Regions from separate parts of the Sus scrofa genome. Here region 1 is linked to region 2. The links are chromatin contacts, called in public Hi-C maps. All regions are on one chromosome and are shown on one strand. Each heading gives the region's core, a stretch centred on a gene start, on an enhancer-like site or on the middle of the called end of the contact. The rest is flanking DNA. Distances are from core to core; before and after follow the strand shown. Region 1 overlaps TTLL11 (tubulin polyglutamylase TTLL11). Region 2 overlaps TTLL11 (tubulin polyglutamylase TTLL11).

Evidence for each region. A called contact is a pair of places that touch in the nucleus more often than the background predicts.
Region 1: a Hi-C map of skeletal muscle shows a contact between it and region 2, with 2.1 times the contacts expected there. The contact joins two enhancer-like sites. A contact is called at or near these places in 3 of 47 Hi-C or Micro-C datasets (liver, psoas muscle and skeletal muscle) and 1 of 2 datasets of contacts at active chromatin or transcription factors (skeletal muscle).

Annotation. Positions count from the first base shown.
Region 1 is chr1:262,090,781-262,093,879 of Sscrofa11.1, forward strand. The region is part of intron 5 of TTLL11 (tubulin polyglutamylase TTLL11); the gene reads right to left. Among named protein-coding and RNA genes, the nearest start is that of TTLL11, 110 kb to the right of the region's middle. Within about 2 kb of position 1,266, at least 4 of the 83 cell types and tissues checked have an H3K27ac peak or open chromatin away from gene starts, as enhancers often do. A contact at or near this core is called in skeletal muscle, where this site is marked.
Region 2 is chr1:261,911,380-261,914,523 of Sscrofa11.1, forward strand. All of the region lies in intron 10 of TTLL11 (tubulin polyglutamylase TTLL11), which reads right to left. Among named protein-coding and RNA genes, the nearest start is that of DAB2IP, 180 kb to the left of the region's middle. Within about 2 kb of position 1,377, at least 9 of the 83 cell types and tissues checked have an H3K27ac peak or open chromatin away from gene starts, as enhancers often do. A contact at or near this core is called in skeletal muscle, where this site is marked.

The DNA.
Region 1 (3,099 bases), core at 16-2,515, 180 kb after region 2:
TATTACTTTCCTCTCTCTGTTTCATTTTAATAAAATCCATTGCTATGTCTTCAAGTTCACTGATCACTTCTTCTGCAGTATCTAATCTGCTGTTAATTCCATCCAGTGAAATTTTCATTTCAGATATTACATTTTCTTCTATTTGGTTCCTAGAGGCTCCATTTGGTTCTTTTTAATAGGTCCATTTCTATCTATATTAAGCTCATATTTTCCCTTAAATTTTTGTACATCATTGTAATAGCTGTTATAACATCCTTTTCCTAACTAGTTTAATTATTTATGGGTCTGTTTCTATTGATTGTTTTTCCCCTCCTGAGATGAGTTACCTTCTCCTGCCTTATGGAATATCTAGTGGGTTTTTACTGGATGCTGGGCAGTTAATGCTCAGTGTCTGGATTTTGTCTTCTTTTTAAAAGTGCTAGGCTTTTTTGGCAGTCAGTTATTTGCAGATTAGTTTGATACCTTCAAAGCCTATTGTTTAAGCTTTACTAAGTGAGTTGAGAGTGATTCACTCTGTAGAAGTTTTGGTGCATTAAGGCAGAACTTCTCTGGAGTCTCCACTGAATGCTCCCAGTGACCACCAAGGATTCGCTATGCTGGCTCTTCAGAGCCTGAACATCTCCCTGCTGTGTGAGAGCTTCTGGTTTTTCAGCATCCCAGTTCCCTGGTCAATCTTTGCTCAACTTTGTGGACTAACACTCCACCAAAGTATGGCCCAGCACTCAGCAGAGATGCACAGGGGTCCTATGCAGGTTCTTGAAGCTCTTTTCCTGCTTGGCTCCCTCCTTTTCAGAATTCTCCCCACAGAATTCCAGCCACATCAGCCTTCCCAAACTCTGATCTCCACCTCCCCAACTCACTGAGGTCATAGAGCTCTGTTTAGGTCCCCGCCTTGCCCATGTCACCTTGACCACATTTGGGAGATTGCCTCCAGATGGAAAGCTGAGGCAACCATAGTCTCATCTTGGCTTCCCCACCTCCTCCCTTTCCTCAGGGACCACAGTGCTGAGCTGCCTGTTTTCCAAAATCTGAAAACACTTATTTCATGTATTTTGTCTGGTTTTTAGTTGTTTTCAAAAGAGGTCAAGTCCAGTTTTTGTTACTCCATCGTGGTCAGAATCAACAGACTTGGGAGGTAACAGATGAACAGGGACTGAATGAAGTGAAGAAACAAGTTACTTGAAGAGCTGAGGAAGAGCATTCCAGGCAGAGGGAAGAGCCAAAACAGGGGCCACTTTTGAAGAACATCAAGAAGTGAGCAAGAGGGAGAGAGGAGATGAGGTCAGATAGAATGACAGGGGACAGATCATGTAGCATCTTGTAGGCCATGGTAAGCAGCCAGGATTTTAAGTGTAATGAGAAAGGCATCGGAGAGTTTACACAGTGAAGTAATTTGATCTGACATGTTTTAAAAGAATCCCTTTAACTACAATGAGAAAAATAGGCTATAAGCAGCAAGGGTGGGAAAAGGGACATCAATTAGGAGGCTATTGCAGTGATACAAGTACAAGGTGATGGCTGCCTACACTGGTTTGGAAGCGGTGGAGTTGGTTAAAAGTGGTTCCATTTAGGATGCATTTTACAGTATATTTGCAAGAGTCGCTATGGATTAGATGTATGAAGGGAGAAAACGAAGAAATAAGCATGATTCAGGTTTCTGGTCTAACTGAATGCTATTCATTTACTAAAATAGGAAAGACAGAGAGAGTAAGTTTAGGAGAGAAATCAAGGTTTGATTTTGAACATGTCCAGTGTGAGATGTCTGTTAGAAACTCAAGGAGAAAATTAAAGTGGGCAGTTGGATAGACTGGTGTGGAGTTCAGGGAGAGCTCAAGACTGGAAATACAAATACAGGAGTCAACAGCACATAGCTGGTACTTACAGCCATGGGGCTAGAAGAGGGCCTTTAGGGAGTGATTGTAGGTAAGAGAGGAGCTGGAGTCCTGGGATCTCCATCATTGGCAGGTGCAGAAGGGGCTGAGAAGCAGCAGCCAAAAAAGCAGGGGGGAAATCAGGAGGGTGTGATGTTGCTCACCTTTTTCTGCTTGGCAAATTCTCCTTCATGCCTTAAGCTCCAGCTTAAGCATCTCTTCCTCCAGGAAGCCTTCCTTGACTGAGTTAACTGGCAAAGTTAACTGCTCCTTTTTCTGTGCTCTCCCAGCATCCTGTACTTGCCCCCACCCCCACCCCTGGGCAGCATTCATTACATGGAAGGGTAATGCCCACGTGCCAGGCTTCCCCACTACACTTTACACCTCTTAGGGGTAGGGCTGCCTCTTATCCATAACCACAGGCTCCACAGCTAGCTCAAGGCTTGTCCCAGTGGGTGACCAGCAAACACATCTAGAAGGAAAAAAGCTTAGATGTCAGAAGTGGTCAAGGAAGGCTTTACAGAGAAGGTAGGATTTGAGCAGCACCTTGTCAGAAGGCATTGAACTGCAAACAAGAGTGAGATGAGGAGAGAGCCTGGCAAGCCAAGACAGAGCAGAGGGCAGAATTGGGGAAACACAACTTACGTACAAGAGGCAGGAAATCAGCTCTGTTTGGCAGGCCCTCGGGGCTCAGGAAGGATGCAGAAGCAAGGCTGGGGCGAGGCTGGGAGGCATCCAGTGCCAGGACTTGTCTCTCCAACTGTGCTCCTTGGAACACCGGTGTTCCATGACATTGTAAATGTTACTAGTTCATGGTTTTCCCATTAGTTCAAGACACTGCTTCATAGACCCATTTGAGAAAGATTTGTTTGTCTTTTTAGGGCCACACCCTCAGCTTATGGAGGTTCCCAGGCTAGGAGTTGAATCAGAGCCATAGCCTCTGGCCTAGGCCACAGCCACAGCAGTGCCAGATCCGAGCCTTATCTGTGACCTACACCACAGCTCACAGCAATGCCAGATCCTTAACCCACTGAGGGAGGCCAGGGATCAAACCTGCGTCCTCATGGATACTACTAGTCAGATTTGCTTCCGCTGAGTCACGACGGGAAGTCAGAGAAGGACTGTTGTCACAGATAACACATAATGTCATAATAATGACCTTTTATTGAGAGACTGCTACGTGCTGGGTCCTGGGCCAGATGTTCCACGCGGCTTTTCTCACTCCATC
Region 2 (3,144 bases), core at 127-2,626:
ATTAACGGCTCCAATGGAACCTTCTGAGGTTAAACACATAGCCCTCAGCAAGAGGGTCACCACCTCTGGCTCGGAAAAGACCTCAGAGATCACACAACCCAGGCACTTACAGGATCATAACACCACTCAGGTGTTAATTCTTTAGGAAGAATTAACAAGAGTAGGTGGCATATGGTGCAGTTTGTATGTATCAGGCACTGAGATGAGCTTTTTACGGGGGCGACTCTCGCCTCATCTTCAGAACAGGTGCATTTCAGACCCTTCTTTCACCCTTTGGTGTGCGGTTCCACCTTTGTCTCGGGTTATTTTTATTTTTGCTTTTAAGGGCCTCACCTGCAGCATATGGAAGTTCCCAGGCTAGGGGTTGAACTGGAGCTGTAGCTGCCGGCCTGCACCTCAACCACAGCAATGAGGAATCCAAGCCACATCTGCGACCTACATCACAGCTCACGGCAACGCCAGATCCTGAACCCACTGAGCGAGGCCAGGGATCAAACCCGCATCCTCATGGATACTAGTTGGGTTCATAACCTACTGAGCCCCAAGGGGAACTCCCAGTCTGAGGTTGTTTGATAGTTAGACGCTTACAGACTTCTGGGATGGAGGCAAAAGGACATTCACCAGGAACCCCACAGACTGGAGGTGACGATGCGGGGGGGGGGTTCGGGGGAGCCCCGATCTGTGACTCTGCTTTCCCAGCACCAGGGTCACTCAGAGAGGCAGGAAAGGGACCAGCAGAAACAGCGCGGTTTCTGGTCCTGTCTCTGGCTTTCCGTGGTTTCCCCACGAGGTACTGAGCCACAGACATCCTCCCTGACATTGAGGAGGTGGTCACTGAGCCCTGGCCTGGCCACCCCGAGTAATGGGGAGGTCTCATCACCTCCCCAGGAGAACCCTTCTCGCTGTGTGCTCTCTGCCTCTGAGCTGAAATGGGCATAGCTTCCCCGCTGACCCCACTTTTCTAGAGAGCAAATCTAACTCTTCTTCCTCACGACAGTCTTGTTCACGATTTATAAGGCAGCAACCATAGCAATTCAATTCCGCAGAGTCTCGCTGACCACCCAGCAGGTGGATACAGAGCTGCTCGAGCCCCCATCTGACAGAGGGGACGGGGTAGACGGGACAGGAGAGAGAGCCTGGATGGGAGTGGGTAAGGTTAGAGGGAGGACAAGGGAAGAAGCAGATGAAGGCCTGGGAGAGACAGGAACGTTGCCAAAGGAGGAGGGGCAGGTAGTCTGGTGTCAGTGCCGGGTGCCTCCAACCATTGGCGCCTGCCCTTCTCCCAAATCATGCCCACTGAGCAGCAGCACACTCTGGTCTGGCGTTTAAAAGGCTGCCTTACCATTGCATTCATGAGTCACTTTTCTATCTCTGCCCCCTGTTTGGCCCCAGTTCCCAAAGGGATGCTGACACAGGCACTGTCTCCGCAGCCTCCCCGCCGTCCATTCTCTACCTCACCGCCAAGCTGCTCTTGCCAACTAACTGGCCACCTTCCCTTGCCCTCTTCTCAGCTGGCTCCCTCTCTGCATCTGATCCCATGGAAACTCTCTCCCTGAACATTCTCTCCCCTGCTTTTCTCTGTCCCTTCCTGGGAAGCCCTGGCTCAGGCTCTCCTGTTCTCTGCTGCCTTTGGTCTGTTCACCCTGGGCGCGGGGTCCGGCAGGGCTCTCCACCTGGGCTCAGCTTCTCTATGTCTCTCTTTCTCTCTGCCTGTCTCTCTCTTTCTCCCTAGGATTTAAATATCCAACCACTTTTTTGCCACTGGGGTGTCTCATTAGCATCTCAAAGAGCCTGTTAGAAATGGATTTTGGCATCTTCCTTTCCCGGCTCTGCTTTTCCTCAAGTCCTTCCCATTTAAATAAATTATATCTCCACCCACCTAGTTGCTCCAGCGGGAAGTCTGAGAGCCACTGCAGAAACTCCTCTCCCCTAGTCCCCGCCCTCCTCCGACACCCCAAGTACTTTACACCCTGCTCCTCACCTCCACCTCCCCACCCCTCAGCCTGCAGGGCCATCACCCCCTGGACTCCCACGAAGCCTCCTGGCTGGTCCAACACTGCATTCAGAATGACCTTCTAGAAACACAAGTCGAGCCTCCTATTCTGCTTCAAGCTCTTCAACAGCAAACCCATATCCTTAACCTGCTGTGAGCACAGGTAAGATCCAGCCCCCATCCTCTTCCGCACAAGCGCCCTCACCTTCAGCCTCTCACTGGTCAGCACACGTATCGCATCTCCAAGGTCACGTTTACTGACAGATCTCCCTGACGCTCCTCCTGATATAAATTAGGTCTTCTCTGCTATCCTCCTTAAAACTTATTTTATTTCATAGAACTCATTGCAACATGTGATGACTTGTTGATTTCTGTGTTTCTGTGTTGAATGTCTGTCTCTGCTACTGTGTGGTCCAGGGTGTGGGGCCTGGGGGTCTGTCCTATTGGTCCTGGCACCTGCCATCACCACCAGTGCCTGGCAGGTGGCAGGTGCTTGTTAGCCATTAGTTGACTAACTGAATGAACTCTATAGGCATATATGGAAGCAACCTATGTGTCCATAAACTAATCAATGGATGACAGTGAATATTACACACACACACACACACACACGGATGAATGTGTACATAGAATACTACTAAGCCATGAAAAAGAAGGAGGGAGTTTCTGTTGTGGCTCAGTGGTTAACGAACCCGACTAGGAACCATGAGGTTTCGGGTTCAATCCCTAGCCTTGCTCAGTGGGTTACAGACCTGGCGTTGCTGTGAGCTGTGGTATAGGTGGCAGACATGGCTTAGATCCCATGTTGCTGTGGTTCTGGTGTGGGCTGGAGACTACAGCTCCAATTCAACTCCTAGCCTGGGAACCTCCATACGCCACTTGTGTGGCCCCAAAAGACCAAAAAAAAAAAAAGGAAATTTTGTCATTTGCAGCAATATGGATGGACTTGGGGGGCATTATGCTAAGTGAAGTAAGTCAGAGATAAAGACAGACACTATATGATACCACTTTTAGAAAATCTAAAAAATACAACAAACTAGTGAATGTAATGAAAAACAAGCAGACCCACAGATTAGAGAACAAACTAGTGGTTACCAGCTGGGGGGGGCAACACATGGGTGGGGAGTGGGAGTAAGACAGGCTCAAGGATG